2 separate regions of the Mus musculus genome follow, and region 1 is linked to region 2. A link is a contact called in public HiChIP or PLAC-seq data. All regions are on one chromosome and are shown on one strand. Each heading gives the region's core, a stretch centred on a gene start, on an enhancer-like site or on the middle of the called end of the contact. The rest is flanking DNA. Distances are from core to core; before and after follow the strand shown.

What was found. HiChIP or PLAC-seq counts read pairs in DNA pulled down with a chosen protein or histone mark.
Region 1: a contact with region 2 is called in a CTCF HiChIP or PLAC-seq map of CD8 T cells, with 5 read pairs. The contact joins the enhancer-like site here to the promoter of Dreh in region 2. A contact is called at or near these places in 7 of 39 promoter capture datasets (the 3T3-L1 cell line, the HPC-7 cell line, HPC-7-derived erythroid cells and 3 more), 2 of 15 datasets of contacts at CTCF or cohesin (CD8 T cells and the NIH/3T3 cell line), 6 of 484 Hi-C or Micro-C datasets (CD8 T cells, female germline stem cells, granulocyte-monocyte progenitors and 3 more) and 7 of 115 datasets of contacts at active chromatin or transcription factors (CD8 T cells, the SCID.adh cell line, bone marrow-derived macrophages and 2 more).

Annotation. Positions count from the first base shown.
Region 1 is chr17:64,857,551-64,862,381 of GRCm38.p6, reverse strand. No RefSeq gene overlaps it. Among named protein-coding and RNA genes, the nearest start is that of 4930583I09Rik, 24 kb to the right of the region's middle. Within about 2 kb of position 3,416, at least 33 of the 459 cell types and tissues checked have an H3K27ac peak or open chromatin away from gene starts, as enhancers often do. A contact at or near this core is called in CD8 T cells, the SCID.adh cell line and memory CD8 T cells, where this site is marked.
Region 2 is chr17:64,765,397-64,770,128 of GRCm38.p6, reverse strand. Dreh (down-regulated in hepatocellular carcinoma) reads right to left here and starts at 3,018. Exons shown (of 2, transcript NR_105051.1): 1 at 2,785-3,018; 2 at 2,198-2,690.

The DNA.
Region 1 (4,831 bases), core at 2,167-4,666, 92 kb before region 2:
TTACCAGCAATGACTATAATTAATACAAGCACATAAAATAATCCAATGGGACTGATGGACAACCTATAGGACAAACTATAGAGCTATAGAGCAGTTTCTCCTAGATATATTCATTTAGCATGGCTGTATAGAGAAGAAAGGTGAGGGCTCTGACTAAGGAAAGAAAGTGACGCCAAGATTGAAAGCTCACCAATGGAGATCCCGTCTGTGTGTTGGGCTTGAGAGTAACACTCCTTTCTGCTAGTCAAAAATCGTACACATTCTCAAATCCTCGACTAGAGTCAGCCGGGGGCATATCCATGCCACGGACGTCTGAGCTGTGAACATCCACTTCACCTGACTGAGGATCCCGGGGCCTTCACTGTGAAATGGGAAACACCAACGATAATGCGAAAAGTGCCTGCAATGCATTAAGGAGAAAGTGATGACTCTCGCACCTGTGCACACAAAAGCCACACCAATCTCACTGGAAGCATGCGCTCTTTCAAATATAGTGTGTCAGTAATGTATGAACCCTTTAGGTCCGGTTGTATACTCACAAGCAGGGATAGCTCCCATCATTCAATGAGAGAACAGATATTCTTTTTTTTTTTTTTGTCTACACAAAAATATGAAGCAAGTACCCACCTCTAGCAATGCTTTCAGAGACCCAGAGTGTAAGAAGCTCTCCTTGAGGCCAGTTAATCGCCTCACCCCAGAATCTGGATTTTTCCTGCTCTTCTCATGTCTTTAGCTAGTAGTCTTCTCCAGGACCCCTGTGTGATCTCCATGGCACCACTCATCGAGTTGCTAGTAGAGGACACCCTCTGTGCCAGTCACACCTGTCTTTAATTTATCTTCACTCTGGCCTTCAGCCTGGGCTTCTAAAGAATGCCCAGGCCCACCTTCAGAGCATTTAAACAGAATTTGGGGCACAGATTAAACAATGATAATAATTCTTGAAACTATGGAGTTCCAGCTCTTGAAAAAACTGAAACTGTAGGGGCTAAAGGGCCATATCTGGACACGAAAGTTTTAAGAATTCACATCATGGAATTCCCTTTGGAAAATGTAAAGGAGGATTACCACTGCCTTGCCTGTGGAGAGGCATGAAAGTGTGCAGAGGCTGAAGTACCCATGGCCTAAGAACAAGACTGGCCCACTCCTGAATCATGACTCTGCTGCGGCTGCTGAGGGGTGATGCTCAACTGCTACCAGATAAACAATACGTTATCCAGATCTCCTCCACAGCCCCACTTCCTTGCTCAATTCTATCTGCTTTGGCTGTTGTCAAGACTTCTCATTGTAAACCACCTGCTCCAGCCATGACCCTTGCTGTGTTACTGTGCATTCTCCCAAACTCCAACACCCATGCTCATCATGTCTGTGACCGGCTTTCTTGGTCTTAGCCTGGCCCTGGCTACTCTACCAGGGCCCAGAGGGTCTGTCACTGACTCCTTAATGAGGCTACAGAATATTCAGACATTAAACACTGGGAGCAAAGGGCAAGCCTGGGTTCTGAAGTTTCTGCTGGGATTCCAGGAGGCTGAGAGAGCAGGAAGTGAGGTTGGCATAGTGCCTGCACCCCAAGAAGCAAAGATATAGAGAGTTACATCTTGATATGGTAACTGGGTTAAAGGTGGAATTTAAAAAATTGTGAAGACAGGACTGTGTGAAAAGCAAAAAAAAGGTCTTGATTTTCAGAATCCCAGAAAGGAAAGATACTATGGAGAATTTTTTTTAACAAGGCAAAGAAGAATTTGAGGCAATTTCTGTTTATCCATGGGGATGTCTACAGTGAAGCAAATAGAGTGTGTGTGTATGTGTGTATGTGTGTGCGTGTATGTGCATATGTGCATATATGCATGTGTGTATATGTTTGTGTATGTGTGTATGTGTATGTGAGTGTGTGTGAGAGTGTAGGTGTGTGTCTGTGTATATTGTATATGTGTGTGTATATGTGTGTATGTGAATGTATGTGTATATGTATGTGTGTGAGTGTGTGTGTATCTGTGTGTATGTATATATGTGTGTGTATATGTGTGCATATGTGTATATGTGTACATGTGTGTATATGTATGTATGTGTCTGTATCTGTGTCTGCATATGCATGTACGTGCTTGTATGTGTATCTGTGTCTGTGTGTGTGTGTGTGCATGTGTCTGTACCTGTGTCTGTGTCTGGACAGTACCTAGAATCTATTCCTTTGGCAAACTACCAGCATACAATCTAAGAATCCAGTATTGTCTCTGTAACCCTTATATTATATACTACAAAACCAAAAAATAAAAAATAACAAAATAAAAGCCAGGCATGGTGGCACACGCCTTTAATCCCAGCACTCGGGAGGCAGAGGCAAGTGGATTTCTGAGTTCGAGGCTAGCCTGCTCTACAAAGTGAGTTCCAGGACAACCAGGACTATACAGAGAAACCCTGTCTCAAAAACAAACAAACAAACGAATAAATAAATATAAATAAATAAATAAATAAATAAAATACTACATTTCCAGATTTAACAACTCCCTGTACAACTTTGTTCTCTTTGATCATCTCCACTCATTTGCCTGTTTTCTCTGTCACAGAAACCACTGATTTTACTCTCTGCTTGTATGGATTCAACTTAAAAATATTCTTCACTTAAAACATAATTTATAGTAGGTGCCTTTCTGTATGTATGCTAGTTCTTTTACCATTATGTCCTATAAATTAGTCAGTGTCATTGTAAATGGCAGGATCTCCTTCTGTGGCAAAGATGGAAATATGCACACATATTATCACATGTGCAAATATAAGCACACACACTGAACACACACCTTTTTCTATTAATTTATTTTACGTTTTGACAATAAAAACTGGAAGTTTTTCCTTGTCTTGATATTGTAATTAACTTTTCAGAAATTTTTATAAAATGACTTCACATCACACACCTGTAATGGTACACGCCTGTAATTTCAGCACTCTGAAAGTAGAGGCAGGAAAACCACAAGTGTGGAGCTAGCTTGAGCTACATTGTGAGTTCATGTCTACCCTAAGATCATATATAAAAAGAAAAAAGATCAGATGGTACACTAGGGACTAAGGGTAGAGGGCTCTACCCATTCTAGTACAAGTCTGTGTAAGGCCACTGGCCAGGAAATCACACTACAAAGAGAAGGCTAAAAGGAGAAAGGCACTTGAGACCCTGCGAAGATTCCAAAGCCAAGATGAAGCTCATGGCAAGAGCAGTATCTAGGTTCAGGATTCCTCAGGAAGGGGAAGAGAAAAGACTAAAGATGTTAGAAATACAAGAATATAGAGGAAGTGGGACCTTATCAGAGAAAGACAAGACCCTGAGGTTCAGTGGACAGAGGTCAGAAAGCTCGTGTGGTTAGAGACTGCTCGTGTGGTTAGAGACTGCTCTGGGTGGTTAGAGACTGCTCGTGTGGTTAGAGACTGCTCGTGTGGTTAGAGACTGCTCTGGGTGGATGCATCTTCAGCAGCTTAGAAGGGATCCTTTCTCTTCCATATAATAAGAAACCCTTGACAGGATCGCTAGAGAAGACATCAAATAGAAAGATGGCTCAATCTGCAAAAAGCTTGCTGCTCAAGCGTAAGGACTTTGATCTGTTCTCCCCCATACATGTAAAAAGTCAGGTACAGCCATGTCTGCCCATAGTCCCAGAGCTGAGGAGGTAGAGATGGAAGGACTCGAGGGCTGGCTGCATAGCCAGTCTAACCAATTCCATGGGTTCCAGTTTAAATGAGAAACCCCATCTCATAAAAAATAAGATAAAGATCAACTAATGAAAACACTAGATGTTGACCTCTGATCCCTCCAAGTATCACACACTAGGTTCATATGTTCGCACATAATCACACACACACACACACACACACACACACAAGCGTGTGCCCCAAATACTAAGATAGGAAGTCTTTAATACGCAAAATATCAGTTAGAAAGCCAAGATCACATAGCCAATAGAAGTCACTGCACACTGACACTCCACTCCTGACAAAGCTGAGCGGTGATGAACGGAGCTGCTCGTGTGTTGACAGGCTTCACTGGTTAAACTCAGTCTATCATTTTCTGTCTCCTACAGTGCTCCGGGAAATAGGTAAAAGCTATCTGGATGACTAATTCAATTTATTTAATAGGATGTTTGTTTTTGCAAATGCCATGTTAACTACAGTGTGTCATATCGGAAGTAAAAATATGCAAACCAAATTTTATTTTAAGTTCAATATTACTACGGTTTAGAGGGTATGATTGGCAATTCTGAAGTGTAAGGAAAACAGCCACCACGGATTTCAAACTTCTTTCTAAAACCCTCCGCTATTTATTCCATCTGTCCCCTGGGCTGTACATGGATATTTTTAACATGGTTCTCTGTCAATTCTTTGATAGTTTTCTTGAAGGGCTACTTAGTGAGTTCAATCAATATCTGCTGCCTTATGGATTTTTGGGGTGGTGGGGGGTAGGGAGACTAGCTGACATTCAGAGGAGAAAAAAAATCTAATTCTTGTATCTTTAAGATTGAGAGACAAAGAATCACTCTTGTGATTTTGACCCGTAAGTTAACTTACACTAAGTTGATATATTTTTGTGTTGTGTTGGGAATACAGCTTGCAAACTTCAGGTATTCTCTGAAAAAAAAAACTACAGAAGCTTCCTTGGCCAAATTCAAGGAAAAGCTTCATTCTTAGTTGAGTTTCATGGTGCTGATTAACGCTTCTGCTTCTCCCCTTTACAAGAGGAACCGACTTCATCCTGGCCTCTCTCCATAAACAACTGGGAAATGGGGGAAAATATATGAAGTGGTTGCGAGCAGATGCTGGACAGCAGGAAGCCTCGGACTATGATCTTGAAAGA
Region 2 (4,732 bases), core at 1,769-4,268:
TAAGCATGAAGTACAATTTCAAGAGTGAAAACAATTTGCTTGGTGTCCAACTACCTAGCTTGTGAAAGGACAGAGCAATGGTTTATACCTCCATCTTGTCTTAATTCAACCTAATGCTTTTTTTTTCCCCAGAGGAGTCCTAGCTCCATCAGGCCACATGTCATGGCAAAAAAAAAAAAAAAAAAAAATCCAACCTCACCACAGTGCACACGTGAGAAATCCGTGGTGGGTGAGCACCCTAGACTCTAGTGCCGAGAGGTTCATTAGTCCAGTCTGTGTCTCCTGAGGTTTTTAGAGAAATAGCTGCTGTCCTGTTTCTCACTTACTTTTCTGATCATTGCTTAATTAAATGGTTAGGGAATGAGTATAAATGACAGGTTTCAATGTTTTTCCATTAATGTGATAATATCAGAATTCACTGGCTGTAATTAGTAAGTGGATGCATACATCAATTCACATCTGCACACATAGGGTTCACAAAAAATGGATTATGCTATACATATTGAGCTATGATTCTCATTTATCCAAATCCCTTAGCAAACATTTGCATGTCTATATATATATATATATATATATATATATATAATCTACTTTATCAATTGCTGCATAATGTTCTACATTATGGATATACAATAATTTTAGACAAATGAGATGCATGAATATTTCAATTGTTTGTAATTTTGACCTACTGTACAGAGGAAGGGCTGGCAAACTTCCTATGAAGGATCAGATAATAAATATCTTAGGCTTATGCAAACAGAAAGTCTCTGTTGCAATTATTGAATTCTATTGTTGTGACAATAAAACAGCCAGAGATGATAAATTTAAAAACGAACATGGCTGTATTCCAATTATACTTCATATTCAAAACTAGACAATGAGCTGGACTTGGTCATGGGACATAGCACATAGCTTGCTAATCTATGATATATGGTTTTGATGTATGTTTCTGTGTTTACATGGTTTTGCTTCTTCTATTACTGTGTCTTTAAAATTCAATGTGTACTTTCCCCTGACATCTTTCCCCATCTCTTTGCATTTGGTTACTATTGTTACATATAAACATGTGCTCACATGTATGTACACATGTGAATATATACATACAACATGCTGAGCCTACTTAATGCTGCTCAGACGCCTATGGTTTGAGGCTGACCACTTAGTGTTGAATGGCCAGGACATCTGTTGTGAAATTGTGTCTTCTATATAGGACAGAGAAGTTTCATCCATGAAATGTCAACAATGTGGTAGTCTACACCAGACCTGAACGATAACACCGCCAGTCACATACCAACAAGGGCACGGGAAATACCACCAAGCCCCACCCCTAGAAGAAGAGTCACTGGCATTTAATTACTGCTGGCACCTCTAGTCACAAGGAGCATCACAAGGGCTCCACTGTCATGACTGCGTCTCTCTAAATGTCACATTGTAAGTTAGTCTCCTTCACATGAATTTTGGAGAAACAAAACAGTAACTCTATAATATTGAATAAAAACATGGATTTTAGGGTTATAAATATTAACATATAATTATCAGATTTTTCTACATTGTGTAGTCTTGTCAAAGTCTTTGAAGCATCTAATTCCCTGCATATTAGCATTAGTACCTTATTACGGCTTATTTTATTATTCAATAAGTTAGGGGGTAAATGTATTATTTTGGTTTAATTTGCATACTTTGATTACTCATGAAGATAATAACATGTTTATTGGTGACCTACATTTTTTATCTAGGAATCTCCCATGTATATATCTTCAGTCAGCTTGCCTGTGTTACCATTTTTCTCATTGATTTTAATAAATTCTTTATACATGAGAGAGGTCATGTCCTATTTACTTTCTGCATTTGTGTGTTGCTATGACAACTAGATGTGACCTATAATACTCAGGGTATTCTGAAGCACTTGTTCCATGTTGTCCCTCACTCAGCAGGTCAAGCTCACTGAAGTCAAGATTGCTTATCCTCATTTTTGTCCTCACAGTGACAGTTTCTGTCTTATAGCTGGTATACCACATGTGATTGTTAAATAAACTAATAACACATATTGAAAATACCTCTTCACTTTCTTTTGTCTGTATAGCATCTCTGGCAATATCATTTTTAATTCTTATCATCAAATTAGTTATTTCTTTGTATTGCTCAGGCTTATACCAAGGTTAGAAAGACCTTTATTCTCAAGCAATTAAAATATTTTCTTTTTATTTTATTGTACTTATAACCTTGGTTATTCAATTGCATCTTTAGTGTACAAATCAACTTTCATCTGTTTGTGACAGGCACTCAGTTTCATTTGTTTTTCTAATCAATGCCTTACTATTATTGAGTGATCACCTCTTTACAATCAGTATCAGATGAGGTCATCATATCCTAGCTTGGACTCATGTGACAGTGGCACATTTTGGTATCTGACACATTTGCGATGGGTATCTCTGTCTGTTTTCTTCTTTCCTGATTTCTGCTCTTTGCTGTGTTCACGTAAGAGCACTTTCCCGGTGACCAGAGTTTCAGTTTGTCAACTTGCTGCTGGGTCTGCCAGTCATTTCCTACAGGGTAAGCCAATAAGCAGTGCACTGGATCACAGAAGCTTAATTTTCAGCCTGGCTTCTTAGCTCTCAGGCTCCATCGTCATACAGGGCTGACCTGCTTCATGGCTACTGTGAGACTAGGGAGCGGGGCATCATCTGCATCTAAGAGGTAAAAAGCTCCTGGTGAGTGAAAGCCATTCATAAATCCCATTAGGGACAACACCCAGTGATGTCATGTCTGGGAGATCTTACTCACCATAGCTGAATGGAGAAGAGTGTCATCATTGTTGTCGTCATGCACAAATGGAAGTGAATCCTTGAAAACAGCTCCTGTTTCCCTTCCAGATATACTCTAAGCTCCCGAGCATTACACACACCAATCGAAGCTGATAGTGATTTTGAAGGAGCTCTAGCAGGCCTGAGGATGGCAATCATGGCTCTAGTAGGCCTTGCCCTTCTGCCTTGCTAAAAACCATTAGATTATAGTCCTGCAACTAGCCCTCAAGGTCCATTCCCTTATTTCACCTCTTCCTCCCCGGAGGCTGAGTATCAAAGTTCAGCCTCAGTATTGAAGTCCAGCAATCAAAAGCCTCCCTTTGGCCACCTTAACAAGCCCAGTGGGAAAAAAAAAAAAAAAACAACTCATCCTAACATGGGGGTTTTCACAATTTCACAACACAAACTACCATTTGTCTATGGGTCATGTCTGTTTTCTCTCTATCCAGAGGCTGTCGTTTGCACGACACCCTAGACAAATTTCTCTCTTGTCCTCTCCCTCCTGCCTTTGTCTCTTATTCCCTGCCCTTTGTCAAATCCCCTTCGGCACTGCCATTTCCTAAGGGAATGGTGTAAGTCATGAGGCGAGCACAGCTGTTTTGACAAGGTACCAGCAAAGCTGAGTCACATGCTATGAGTCTGAAGTCCTTTACTTTTGGTTCACATCTCTGTGTGTTAAACTTTTGGGGGGCGGAGCTATAAGCACGACAATCCACCCAGGTCTTCTCTGACAAAACTGTTTATGTATTCTGCTAAGAAAGTCCTCATGTACCAGCCCCTGCTCTTAAGGAAATAACAACCCTAGTGGACCCTACTTGGGAGTCTTCCCTGTGCCTTGGAGATTGTTATCTGTCTCTGGGTAAATTCATGAAACAAAAACAATTAAGAATTGTTTAAATTCAGAGGGGCTGACAAGGCTCAGCAGGATAGGAGAGATGACAGTAAATCAGAGCAAAGAACTCCTTCTACAAAATATTTAGAATTTCTTAGAATTATAACATACAAGAAAAGAGACTATACATACAAAGCCCCTAGTAAGAACTCCATAACACAAGCTAGGATGACTAAGATAAGATGATAGCATGTATAGGTGATGTAAGAACAACATAAAAGAACCTAAGAAGAATAAGGCATTAGGATTTGTCATTCTTGGAAAGAATGGCTCACACCAGGCTGCTGTATTGTTGATTAATGTAGAAACAAAAGATTGTTTTATTAAACAAATTCTTACAAGATTATAAATAACTGCAACAAGACTCCTAAGCCCAAATTCTCAGGCTTAGGCAAATCTGCAAGCAATATAGCTGACCACTAAAAGTTGATAATATACCTCTTAAAGCGGGGTGATTCACCTAGACTGACTCAGATTCTATCCATCCTCTATCTATTCTCATCTTGAAACCACTAAGTGCTGCCAGCTTGAGAACAGTCTGTTACATGCTTGCTTGCTTGCTTGCTTGCGCTAAAACGATTTTTAGAATTTTAGGAAAAAGGATATGGGGTTGATAATAATAAAACCTTTCTACCTGGGCTTAACCTGCAACCCTGGGCATATTAGAAAAGTATGATCAGAATACATTGATATGATCTGCACCTATTGAAGTCATGAATGTTTTAAAATCTGTGTAAGTAAAGAAACTTTCTGATTGTCAGACAGTCAGAAGTTGCAAAGCCTCCCAGTCTTGGCGTCTGACTCATCCCTCCTCTCGTCTGTTCCTTACATCCTCTCTAGTACCCTGTCCCTGCTGGGGCTGTCCTCTGGCACGCCTTTGTGCTGAGAACTTGGCCTGACAATCCTTGAGCTTACTCCGAGAATCCCTACAGTCCTGAGCACCGCTGTGATCTTGGCATGCTTGTGTCTGTTTGGAATTCTTATAATGCTTCACGTAGCTCTTCCTTCTCTGGCAGGGTTACAGGGTGTACAGAGT